Regions from separate parts of the Dromaius novaehollandiae genome. Here region 1 is linked to region 2. The links are chromatin contacts, called in public Hi-C maps. All regions are on one chromosome and are shown on one strand. The core of a region is the stretch at or near the end of the contact, and the rest is flanking DNA. Distances in the headings are between cores, read along the strand shown.

The links. Hi-C and Micro-C count contacts between places; a contact is called where the count stands out from the background.
Region 1: a contact with region 2 is called in a Hi-C map of liver, with 5 times the contacts expected there. The contact joins the enhancer-like site here to the promoter of FLRT2 in region 2. A contact is called at or near these places in 2 of 4 Hi-C or Micro-C datasets (brain and liver).

The regions. Positions count from the first base shown.
Region 1 is chr5:23,073,298-23,079,730 of bDroNov1.hap1, reverse strand. No RefSeq gene overlaps it. Among named protein-coding and RNA genes, the nearest start is that of SEL1L, 650 kb to the left of the region's middle. Within about 2 kb of position 3,075, at least 2 of the 2 cell types and tissues checked have open chromatin away from gene starts, as enhancers often do.
Region 2 is chr5:22,174,191-22,180,075 of bDroNov1.hap1, reverse strand. FLRT2 (fibronectin leucine rich transmembrane protein 2) reads left to right here and starts at 2,002. Exons shown (of 3, transcript XM_064512222.1): 1 at 2,002-3,444.

The sequences.
Region 1 (6,433 bases), core at 1,826-4,325, 900 kb before region 2:
GAATATATGCATAAGAGCTATAGAGGTGGACAAACGTGTCTCCCCTTGGGGAGAACGAAACTGCAGGCAGAGGTAACAACTGGAAACTCTGCAGTAAAACTAGACAGACTTGCAACCACTGTGAATGCAGAAAGCAAAGGGAGCTAGTGAAGAGAGGACTGAGGGTAGGTGATGATAAATACTTGAACTCTACTGGAGTCCTAAGGAGCAGGAGGTCAGCGAAAAAGGAGATGGAAAGACAGATATAGAAACCAAGGTTTCTTAAAGGTCAGGAGATTTAGGTAGTAATGGAAAAGCTTGAGTTCATCGAGGAAACTCTTTACTCTCACACCTGCCACTTGTGATTTCTAACAGAGATAAGGGGAAAAAGTCATTGCATAAGAGGAAAGAAAGATGTGGTGGAGCTGACCAGGAATGTGTCAGAAGAAGAAAGCTAATCAATTACAATTAATGACAGGGAGATGTAAAAGCTTAAAAGCCACCTGGGAGCTCTCTCTCAGACCTGCAAGCATCAGAAAAGAAGAACCTCTATCCAGATAGCAATGGAAGAAATCTTGCTGCAGACCTGCAAGCTGGATCAGCCTAAATCATAAATACTGGCAACTGGGCAGATCTCAGAAAAGTCTGCTGCAGATCAGCTGACCTATGAATCAACATACCACAAAATTATAACACTCTCAAACCACCTCTTGTGTGCCCCACTGCCACTGCTACACTCAAACAGGGATGACAAAACACAGTTCAAAAATGAAGTGAAACAATTCCTCATTGTAGTTCCGTGAGCAATCCGTTGCCTCTTTTCTCCCAGCTCAACTCCTCTGTCACACAAATGAAGGCCCTCTAATAGCTCTGCATTATCTGGTATTTTTGAATCATATTCTCCCGGGTGAAACACAGAGTTGTAGTGACAGTCACAACAAGTATTCTCTAGGAATTCCCCAATTTAAATGAACCCCTGATAGGGCAGATGGTGGGGAAGCTCCTTCAGAAATGTCTGAAGTGACAGCTGATGAAACAAAATACAATGCTTTGTCTCAAAAGTTGCCTCAGAGCTACCACTTCTGTCTTATGATTCTTTTCAGTTCTTAAAACAAATGTTCAGAAGGGCAAAACTATATGAAACACATGTGCTTTACTGTCAAACCCAAGGACTTCAGCACAGTCAGCTTACTTAGTCAAAGCAGTGATTCACCCATTGTAAGTATGTATACATATAATTACGTATGAACTATTCCTACATGCACTGAAACTCACAATGACAGCTCCAACCTACCTGAGTCTGTGTTGTTGGCCAATAGCATCTCAAAGCTCGAAATGTTTCTGGCCACATGTTGGTCTGCTAATCTCTTTCAGTTGCAAGGGTGACTTGAGAAAACCTTTTAACAGGAAAATGCTATGTCTGAACCCTGACGCTGCTTTGGTGCTGAGCACCTTGTACTGAACTGGACTGTCTTTACACAGCTGCTATTTCTATCTTTATTGTATGTAAAACAGCATGGTATCTACAGCTCTTGGCTAAGAGGTGTTCACAAATTACTCAATCCTACTACCCACTCTGTGGTAAGTAATAACCTGAAAAGGATGCCAGTAGTTAATAGTTCCATTTCTAAATAGCAGTGATCATTGCTAGCAACTTCCAGTGTAAGTAGGGAAGCATTTGTGTATTGCATTAACAATAACTTAATTTGAGATTGAAAGTCATCCGAACAATATCTCTCAAAGTAAATCATGGGCAAAAAGTAAATCACTGACAACTGAGAAAAATAACACTTAAAGTAGCACTCACTTTTCTTAAGTGTCCTTTCTTCCACAACAAACTACCAACCACAATGCCCAGTCAAACTCCTCTCCCTCTCATTTATGTGGGCAACTTTTTCTCTAGTGACAGCAAAGCTAAATGGCTATAACACATTAAGTCCGGTCTACACTCGGTTAAGCCTTGCTAAGAAATCATCACCTATTCCTTCAGCATACTGTACAGGGCCATGCTTCTTGTTGTTCCTTATAGTCTCTGTCACAGAGGAAAGACCTAATCACAGTCCATAGGTATAGCTCAGTTCAATTATATCAGTGTTGGTAACACCCTACGTTTTTAGATGAGAAACTGTCTAGTAATTGCAGATGTTCTGCCAAGGGCACATGCTGTACTTGATGACATATAAACAGATGATTGGGAACAAGCAATAGCAACAGTACGTGTGAGGCTGATAAAAGCTGTATCACAAAGCATATGAATTGAGCTGGAAAAAGAAACAGAGAAGGATGAAGCGGGATGTAGCCAAAAGAGAGATAATGCAATTCTTCTCACCTGCATAATCCTGGGGTGGAGGAGAAAAGAAAAGAAAAAGTGGGAAGGGAGAGGGAGAAGGTTGATAGAAGGTTGACATAATAAAGGTTGGATAATAAAAACTACAAAATAAATAAATTCTGGTAAAAAAAGAAGAAAATGGGAAAAAAGTGACAAATTAGAATGCTGAGCTAAAGAGAAAGAAGCTAGTGTAGTAATCTAAATTTTGCTCACAGCATGTAACTATTAAATAGGTAAGAAACTGGTCTGTGATTCTGTCTGAATCCTACTGTTTGAGACCAGACGGCTTAACTACAGGACATGATACAGCTAAAGAAGATTTTACATCACACACTTCTAGGGTTGTTCTGACTGCCATCACTATGCTGCATAGCCATAACACAGAAACCCTATCATTTATTATGATAAAATTACAAGGTAATTTAGTTCTCAAAATGCACTTTGTACATCCCTGTCCTATGCACCTCCTGTATTTTCCATAGCTCTACATGACTCTCAGTGGGCAGAAAAAGATAACAGGTTTGTGGAGATGGCAATGAGGGTATCTGATAGTTGCTCTTGTTGGACCATAATTTCCCAGAATGCTCCATTAATGAGGCAATAGGAAATGTTACTGAATATTACCTTATGTTAGGATGCCATAAATCAGGGGATAGAGAATAACGACAAGCTAGCAGAGTCAGGCACAGAACAGGGCATTCTGGACAAGGCTGTATTTTCCTTTTTTTCAAACTGTTTTCCCAGCACTTCCTGAAAGTTCAGTTGCAGTGAGAAAAGAAAAATACCTGAAGCCCTAAGGCTAATTGCTAGTTGTAAAGTGCAGTCTGCTTCTCTCACCGTACTGAGAGGCGCTTCAAATTTATTACTTGCTGTGTTGCTTTAGGGGCAGATTTGTGAAAGGGGAGAGAGCTTGAAATAATTCACTTAATGGACCCTCAGTCATTTAACCAGCTAGTTCAGATGGAAGCAGTGCTCTGATTAAAAGGGAGCTGCTGATACAATGAATGACTTCCGTGAAAGCCAAAGGGAAATGGCTTTGTGGTGGGGGGAGGAGGTGGGAATATTACGGTAGGAGGCAAGATCAGTGCAATGCAGACTAGAACATGAGATGGGCCAATCTATCATGGCCTAGAAAGGTAGTAGGACATCTGGAGAAGACTATCAAGCAGTATAACATGACTGCAACAGGAAGATTAATTCAGGTATTTATTGATTGAACTATACCCACAAACAATGTTGTGGATAACTCCCCCAATAGATGACAGGTTTTCTGCATCAATAATAACACATGCTACACTTATCTTGCACTGCACTTCCCTTGATAGACTATGAATGTCCCTTTCTCACTCATTTGAAGTATTCATGCCTATGTGAAAAATATACATGAAACACAGAAAATCACTAGCTTTTCCCATTTTCCTTTCCAGCCCCTTCTTTTTCCCCTTTTCTGCTTTGAATGACCTACAATGCTCAACAATAAGTTAGGGTAAAGACATCTCAGTGAAACTCCAGCTGGTTTACAGCAGGTCTGTGGCAGGCGCAGGCTCCATCCTCACTGCTGCACAGCATGCTGCAGCTCTTCAGAGCCATATCCAGCAAGGAAGGCAGCACTGGCAGCTTCCTGCTGCGGGAGCATCCCCGCTAGCGGTGCTGGGCTTGTGACTCACAGCCAGACAGTTTGGGTTTCATACCTCCGGGCACAACACCGCAGAATCACAAGCCTTCTTCCTGTTCCTTTGTTCTTTCTTTGCACATGCACAGAGATACATATATACTTGTGAATGTTTGTGTGTTTCTTTCTACACACAGAGATGCATATATATGTGCGTACGTTTGTGTATTTCTTTAAAGAAACAACCTAAACTCCCTCTTCTATATGATGATTTTTAAAATAACTGTGATACAGTATAGATGTACTTTATCTCTTTGTTTTCATGTTTTTTGCTTCTGTGTTACCCATGACACTGAGTTTACACAATTAAGTTAGTGAGCTGCACTTCTGCAGTACCTTGCTTTCTCTTCTGATTCAGTAGCATATCAGTTTTGCAATTTTGCCTTGTAGGCTACCTGGAAGCTAACCTTGCTGCTACTTGTTTCATTTGCTTTTAAGAAAGGGCTTACTCTTGATTTTACTCTTAATATGCTACAGGAGGCAAAAAGAATGCAGCAGCATATGTACCTGACAAGCTATTGCTTCCTAAAATAACAGCATTTTATGTACAGAGCAGAATGATCTTTTTTAAAAATGTCATTTAAGTATATAAAATCTTTTGAAAAATGTAAGTAAGTTAGATTTCTACATCCTATGATTTTGCTTTATTTTCCTTTTTGGTGAGTTTAAAAAAAACACAGCTTTTATATTTTTGTGAAATTAATCTGTCTACAGAGTCTAACCTAAAACTTGAGCAGTTCACTGCTGCTAACAGCAAGTTGGGAGAGAAGACAACAGCATCCTGTATGTACATTGTCTTTTATGAAACATGTGTGTACTTTGTACAGTACTTTAGATCTAATACGGCAAAGTCATCATTAACCACAGTGAGATTGTGACCTCTGTCAGATAAAGATTCTCCTGCATTCACATTTTCATGAATATAACAGAGGGAGAACGTGGGTATCTCTCTGTATTTACATCTTGAAGGAAGCTGAGGCACAGAAAGGTGTCTGCTGTTGTCCAACTTTGAGTAAACATCCTCCTGACCTGAAAACAGAAGAACCCAGCATGGTCTTAGTTATTGTTTCTATATGTAATTACATGCAGTATGGAGAAGAATCTATTTTAAGAACAAAAAAAGTAGTGTAGAATCCAGAGAGAAGTTTTCTCAGAGGGCATCACACTGGAAGCAGTGTAGATTTTTAGTTTTGTTTTAGTTTTGTACTGCAGCTGCCTCCATTAATTGCATTCTCAGTGGGAGGTGATACAGTTGCTCCCATTCCCCTTGCCACTTCTGGCCTTTATTCACAACCCAGCTGCATTTAGACTCAGCTAAATTTAGCAAGCAACTGTGTTTAGTTTTGTTTTTCACTTATTTTTACTGCAGTAAATGGTTTGGCAGTTTCAGGCCTTCCTCTCTTTAGGCACCTGGATGCTATTTCCAATGCAGAGACTGTATTTGAATGGATCAGATAGGACTTTTAAGAGCTTGATAAGGTTGTCATTCTTCACTCAGATGAGCATTTCTCCATTACTGACCTGCTAGTTTTTGTCTGTATTTGCAGAGAAAGCACTAGGGTGTTGAGGAGATGACTGCATTACAAATGCGGAGTTGACCCAACCAAAAAAAAAGAGAGACAGAGACTAAATAGTTTGACAGTATAGCAACTTTGTCTTTCCTATTCACAAGGCTATCTCTGTTAGCTAGGGGAGATACATTATTTTGACACATTACTCTAAAGGCAAGATGGGGATCTCAGTAACATGAATGGAAATTAGGACCAAGTTCATTGCACTTGGTGGTTGCACTCACCAATGTAAAACCTGTCAAAATGAGACTAGAATAAGGGACTGGGGGACTGTTTGCTCTCTGCAAACTGCAAACTGCAAGCTTCTCTGGTGACTCATGGTTTACTCTGATGTCAGTGACAGGAAGGGTAGGCCCTAGATTTCTTCAACAGGAGGTTTGGAGGGATGCATTTTCTCAGGAGAAACTAGCATTCACAGAGCTGGTCCTTTGCCTGAAGTGACAGAGTAAATGCCTCCCATTGTTTGTCTCCCATTCTTTTCAGGGGAAGGACTGACATTGCAGAGGAAACTGTAACCAGCACATTGTGTGTTCAAAGGCACTACAACTTGCAGAGAGGCTATGTTTTGAAGTTGGTTAAGCCACTCAGTCTTTCAATGATTGCTGCAAGAACCTGCATTTTATTTCATAAGTAACACACAAAATATATCTAATACAGTTATAACTCTAATGATTGCGCTGTAAACATACTGATAGATAAAGCATATAAAATGCTAAACAATACATGTTTCTACATAAATGAAATAGAATCCTTGAGAAAAATTGCACCATAAAGCCTATATCTGCCATACATTAAAAGTGGAACTCTGCTGAATTTAAGGGCATGTATATCCTTATGTGCTGATGCCATCTAAATATCCCTTTAAGTAGCAGTCCTCCTGAC
Region 2 (5,885 bases), core at 753-3,252:
CAAGAGTCTCTAAGGTGTTCATAAGGAAAGGAAAAGTGAGATTTTTCAGCAAATTTTGACCAGCTTATTTCCTGGTTTCACTGGAAATCAACTTGACAAAGAGGTTGCAAACAGAAAACTTTGAAATATCCTCCTCAGGCTTAAAGACAAAAAGAGATCTACAAGACTCCCAGGTTCCTCTGTCTCCTGGGACACATCTGTGAAGGATGGCCAAAGGCAACTCTTAGAAACAGTTTGTCATGATACCGTCAAAAGCTAAATGCAGAAATCCCTTGGAGTAAAGAAAGGAGAGCCTCTACTAGGTCAAGGCTATGAAGTGCAGCACCCCAAGGCACTATGCATACTATTACAAGGTGGTACCTAAAAACACATACAAGTCAAAAACCAGAAGGCGTTGTCGGCTGAGGGGAAAGGAGGAGGGAAAGAAGAGTTGGTGAGACACTCAAAAATGAGGACAGGCTGATGACGTATTTTTGTTTTGTTACTGTTTAATTTTATTTAGAAATAAAATCCAATCCCTGCACTCCAAAATCGTAGAAATTTACCATTTGAGAGTCATATCACAAATTGTATTGAAGTCTTGGTTGCAGAACCAATATGGTATTTACATTTTAAGCTCACAATAGAAGTGAGAGCTCAGAGAAAATATGTTGAGTGTGGGTTTTTTCCCTAGTCTAGTGTAGTTCTAGTCAAAGTAATTCATTTGTTTTAAGTTGCCATAGAACACATTTAACTCTTCATCTTTTCTAGAATTCAAAATAGAATATAATCATGACTGAAAAACTATTGGTCTGTCATCACATATGCTTTTGTGTCCGTTAAATACAGCCAGGAAATAAGCTAGACAAAATCAATCTAAGATCAAGATTTTCTAAAGTTCCTTGTCCCTATCCTTCCCCTTCCCTTCCCTTCCCTTCCCTTCCCTTCCCAATTTTACCAAAAATTTGGTGAAGAATTCATATTGTAATTTTTCATTCTGTCTACTGTGTGAATTTAAGGCCTAATCCAAAGTCTGTTGACACAAATAGAAATTATTCAGTATGCTTTAGACCAGCCTTCCAGTTACAGAAATACTTCTAGCTCCTTCTACCCTGTCTCTTGCAAGCTGCATATATCGTTCTAACAATACAGCTGAAAAAAAGACATTTGTGATGAAAGGTCGCTTTTATTTTTGTGATTTTTTTAATGTTATACTATTTCACATTCTCTTACAATAATTGAGGTTGTATTATGGATCACTGGACCATCACTCCAGGCTAGCCATCTTGTATGATCACAGACAATTTAAAGAGAATATATTTCTATATTCTCCTTTCAGTTTACGGGCTTTCAACCATGCAAAGCAGTTTGTTAAAAAAAACGCTCCACACATTTATAGTAGAGAAAAAATGTTTAAACTACAAGTAATCAGACTATAGCCAAGATTAATAATTGAAGGGGGGGAGCAGCTTAAACACAACGTGGTGGAGGGAGAAAATGGGGGAAGTTTTGCCAGGCAGTTGTGCTAGCAGCCCTCGGGCAGGCGGCAGCGCGGCTGCGGCGCTGCCGGGCGGCGGAGCGGAGCGCTGGGCTCTGCTGCCCCCTTGGCCGAGCGCGAGGACGTGCAGGCAGCCGCCCGTCCCTCCGCCCGCCGCGGGCTCCGCGCGCAGCCAGCTGCGGGGGCTTCCAGTTTACGAGGTTGCCACTTTGCACGCAAGCGGGACAGTGGAAACGGTAGTCCTGACTGTGTAACCTGAATCGATCAAGCCTAATCACCCTCTCCACTTATGTCATCAGTTATTATAAACAGGACAAGAATAAAGGCTCTTTGGGGGGGGAAGGGGGAGAGGAGGTATTTCTCAGAGGAGGTTTGTCTGCCTTTTCGAAACTTAGAAATGTCGGGGGGGAAGCAAGTAATGTTTTCTGACCATTTGCTTATTACATGATTCTTCTCTGTCTTTGTCCGGTCTTATCTTATACCTTTAATGAAGAGAGAAATCAGATCCCCTTCGTGCGCACCAGCCTGCCTCTGTGTCCTTTCTGCTGTGTGACCATTGCAAGGCTGGGGCTCTGGAAGGAACTCCCTGCAGACCATCCCACATCCAGGCTCCGACTGTCATTCAGCTGCAATTAGAGGTCCCCCCTCTTTATGGAGGCAGAGAAGGGAGCAGAAACAGCATAATTTACTGAAAAAAATATTTATAAATGAATAATAGAAAACCAACGGAGTTCGCTAATGCCTACATCTTCGTGTTACAAGTGCTGACAGCGTCGTCTCTCCATCAGGCGCCAAGCCAGTGGTATTGAGTTTGGAAAGGTTTCGTGCATTTCATTTCATCTTTGGATTGCACATGCTTGCTTTCTCATTTTAAGACTTTTTTCTGCTTCGGAGGAAACATGTTCTGACATGCTGGAGTTTGCTGGTGGTAAATATTTCCTTTGACTACAAAGTGCATCTGTGAAAAAGACTTTCATTTTTTTTCCCCATGGCAATACATTTCTTTCTGGCTTGCTCCTTTCTCTGTTGTTATTGATAACCTGCAAACGACTTGAATCGGAAGGTCTGAGTGAAATAGCACTTTCAGATCTGTACTTTCAGCTGCATCATGCTGAGGAAAGCGCAGAAGCTCTGTGTATGCATGTGCGAGAGATTTTAGAGTGCTGTGTATGACAGTTTGCATACCAGACTCTGACAAAGTAGGGACCACAGGTAAGTCCCCAAGAGATCTCCCTTGCTGTGGGGATTTTTCCAGCCCCTAACCACCGAGGAGAAATATCCAGCTCTCCAACTGCTCCCCAGAGTTGATGCTTCTGATTTGTTTCAATTGAAAATAACCAAGAATAGAAACTGGCACGTAATGAGAAGTCCTCAGCCAAGCAACTGTGTGTGTTGTGATTGCTCTCAAATGAGCACTCCCACACGGGCTGAGGTCTCAGTGCCCATGCGACAGAAAGGCCTGTAAAGGGTTAAGCCGCTGACTTGCTTGCTAGGCAAAGTTTGAGGAAGAATATGTCTAAGGCTCGGTACGCTGCAGCCACACGTTTGAAATCTGTCACCCTCACTTAGGAGCTCTGCATCTCTGGTTGTCAGCAGTGAATAATGATCACACGTCGATAAGATCGCGCTGTGGCGTTGCGCCGGAGTCGCCAGGGGAAGGGCCGAAAGGAAATTACCAGGCGTTTAACCACTTGAGCCGGCCGTTCTTCAGTGTCATCAGTGGGGTGCCAGGGCTAAATGACCGGCTGGACAGCAGCTTGGAAAGCAAATTTCCTTCCTCTTTGCCTTGAGAGCAACCTTGGGTGATGGTTAGCATTGGCAGCTATGGAAAAAAGAGACCTTGGTGGTGATCCTTAAAACAATACCATGCCGGAGCCCAGCGGTTCTGCCACCTTCTCCCCTTTCAACCTGCCTGACCCGGTGGGCTTTGGGTGATCTCCGAGAAGGACCTACCTCAGCGGAAGCAGGTAATGGCTAGTTAAGTCACTTTTCGACTGACACGATCTTGATTTGACCAAAGTGTGTCCTGAGTATCTTCCTCTAATTTGATGTGCGGGCTGAGTAGGGGGCCGGAGGCAGAGAGGGATAGTCTCTCTCTGAGACTCTGGGGCATGGCAGCAGCCTGCAGCCTTGCAGAAGTTTTTTAGCGTTCCCACTTTACTCCGTGACGGGGGGGGGCAGAAATGTTTGTGATCGGCCCACATCTGCTTTGTTTTATGTGTTATCGACAGGATACTAATACCGGGAACGCAGAGAAAGAAAGGACGGGTGGAGAGAGGATGAGGAAGGTTTAGAAGGGGGAATTTGTCAGGGTAAATTGCACCGGCTGTCCATCAGCTTCGGGAAGGAGGTATAAATCATGTGCAGGGAGGTGCTTTGAAAAGTATGCAGGGAGAAAAAATAGAAAAAGAGGAACAGCAAAAGAAGACAGGTCTTAAAAATGAGGACCCAAAGCAACCTTTGAAAGAGATTGTTCATTCGCCTTTGGACCCCTACGGGGCTCCTGCTCCTTTCATTCCTGGGGTCCAGCTGGGATCTGCGGGCAGAGACTCCACTTGAGAGCTGCCTCGTCCCTGCCGGGCAGGTCGGCTGCCTCCGCGGGCCGGCGCCGTTCAGACCCGCTCCCCCTCGAGCTGGCCGAGTCGTGCGGAGCGCACCGGCCTCCCCTCCATCCCGGGGTGCTGCAGCAGACCCCGGCCCCACGAGGCACCGGTATGGGGGGGAGCGGGGGGTCTCGCCGAGTCCCCCGAGAAATGCCAGGCTACCTGCGCTCCCCCTCCGCGCCCCCCGCCATTGCCCCTCGCATCCGCGTAGGCGGAGGAGCTGGGCGGCACCGCGCTGGGGCAACCTCTCCTAGCGGGCAGGCAGCACGGCGCGGCTCGGCATCTGAGCGCGCTATGAATAACCCGGCTCACTCCTATGCCCCTCGGAGGGCGGGGGGCGGCCGGGCCGCAGGATCCCGCGCCGGGCACGCACGGCGCCGGGCTGACCCCCGCCCCGGGCTGCGCGCCCAGCTCCCCGGCACGGCCGAGCCAGCCTCTGAAGCCGGGGATAACTTAGCCCTCCCCGAGTGAGTGGCGAAGGAGGTGCGGGACAATGGCGAGTGATTCAGCTTTTGAGGTACGGCTGAGCAGAAAATCCAAGCTAGTGTGCAGCCAGGGGTGAGGGGGAAGCAAACCCCGAGGCGTTTCTGCTGCCTCTTCTAGTTCCTCGACACATGGCATTGATCAGCTCGCCTCTTCTCTCCTCCGTCCCTCCCCATCCCCTCTCTTAAAGTAACTCGCAGCAAAAGTCGTATTGTGCGTTTTCTTTAATAATGGAGGAGTTTTAGGTAGTTTCACATCTCTTCGCACACCCCACGTCCTACCTTGACGACTCTATCCTATCGCTCAAATGCTCCTCGGAATTACATAGTCCTGTCTTTACCTGGACTTGTCAGAACAAGGCAGGAGCTTACTAGGCAGCGGGGCGGCGGGGGAAGGGTTACCCCGAAACAAGCGCAGACAACCTGGAATGCGCACACACAGGCGCGCGCGCGCGCACACGCACACGCACACGCACACACACACACACAGACACGCACGCACACACACACACACACACACACACAGACACGCACGCACGCACACACACACACACACAAACACGGGCGCGCACACACACACGGACACACACACACTCTCTAAAGGTGCTGAAGGAGACATTAGTATGGGGCGGGGGGAAGGTTGTTAGCACTTTGGGGGAAAAGGTGGTTTCTCCAGCAGTTTTAGTCTTTCTGAGTGATCATAGAAATCAGACGGAATATTAAAGGAGGTCCATCTCTTCCCCGAGGGCTGGACTTGCCTTTATCCTGTTACATTTATTCCGTGCTGCTACTGCCTACCTAAAAGTTCGCCGGGGAAAAGGAGAGGGAGAGAAGAAGGGAGGAGAGGAGGGGGCGGGTTCGGCGGCGGCTGCACATGAAATAACGCCATGTTGGTGGAGAGCGCGGCTGTAATTACTGCTAGCGGGGGCATCTCCCGGCTCGGGGCGCAGCTCGGGGGCTTGCTGCTCTTTCAGCTCGCTGCCTGCCTTCCCTTCCGGCACCCCCCAGAGCCCCCGGAGCAGCGGAGCCGAGGTGGCCCCGCTGCGAAGGGCGGCGAGAGCGCGCCCCGGTCGCAGTCCCGCGCCCTCCCTTCGCGCAGTCCCGGCCAGAGGGGCTCGGCGGCGCCGCGGGGGGGTCACCCGGGCTGCGCGCCCCCGCCGCGGGGGCGGGGGGTGTCCCGGGCTGCGCGCCCCCGCCGGGGGGGGGTGTCCGGGGCTGCACGCCCCCGCCGCGGGCGCGGCCCCGCATAGGCCCCCTCGCCGCGAGCGGGGACGCGGGGGGCGAGTCCAGGGAGACGGAGCTCGCTAAACTGCCCTCAGGGAG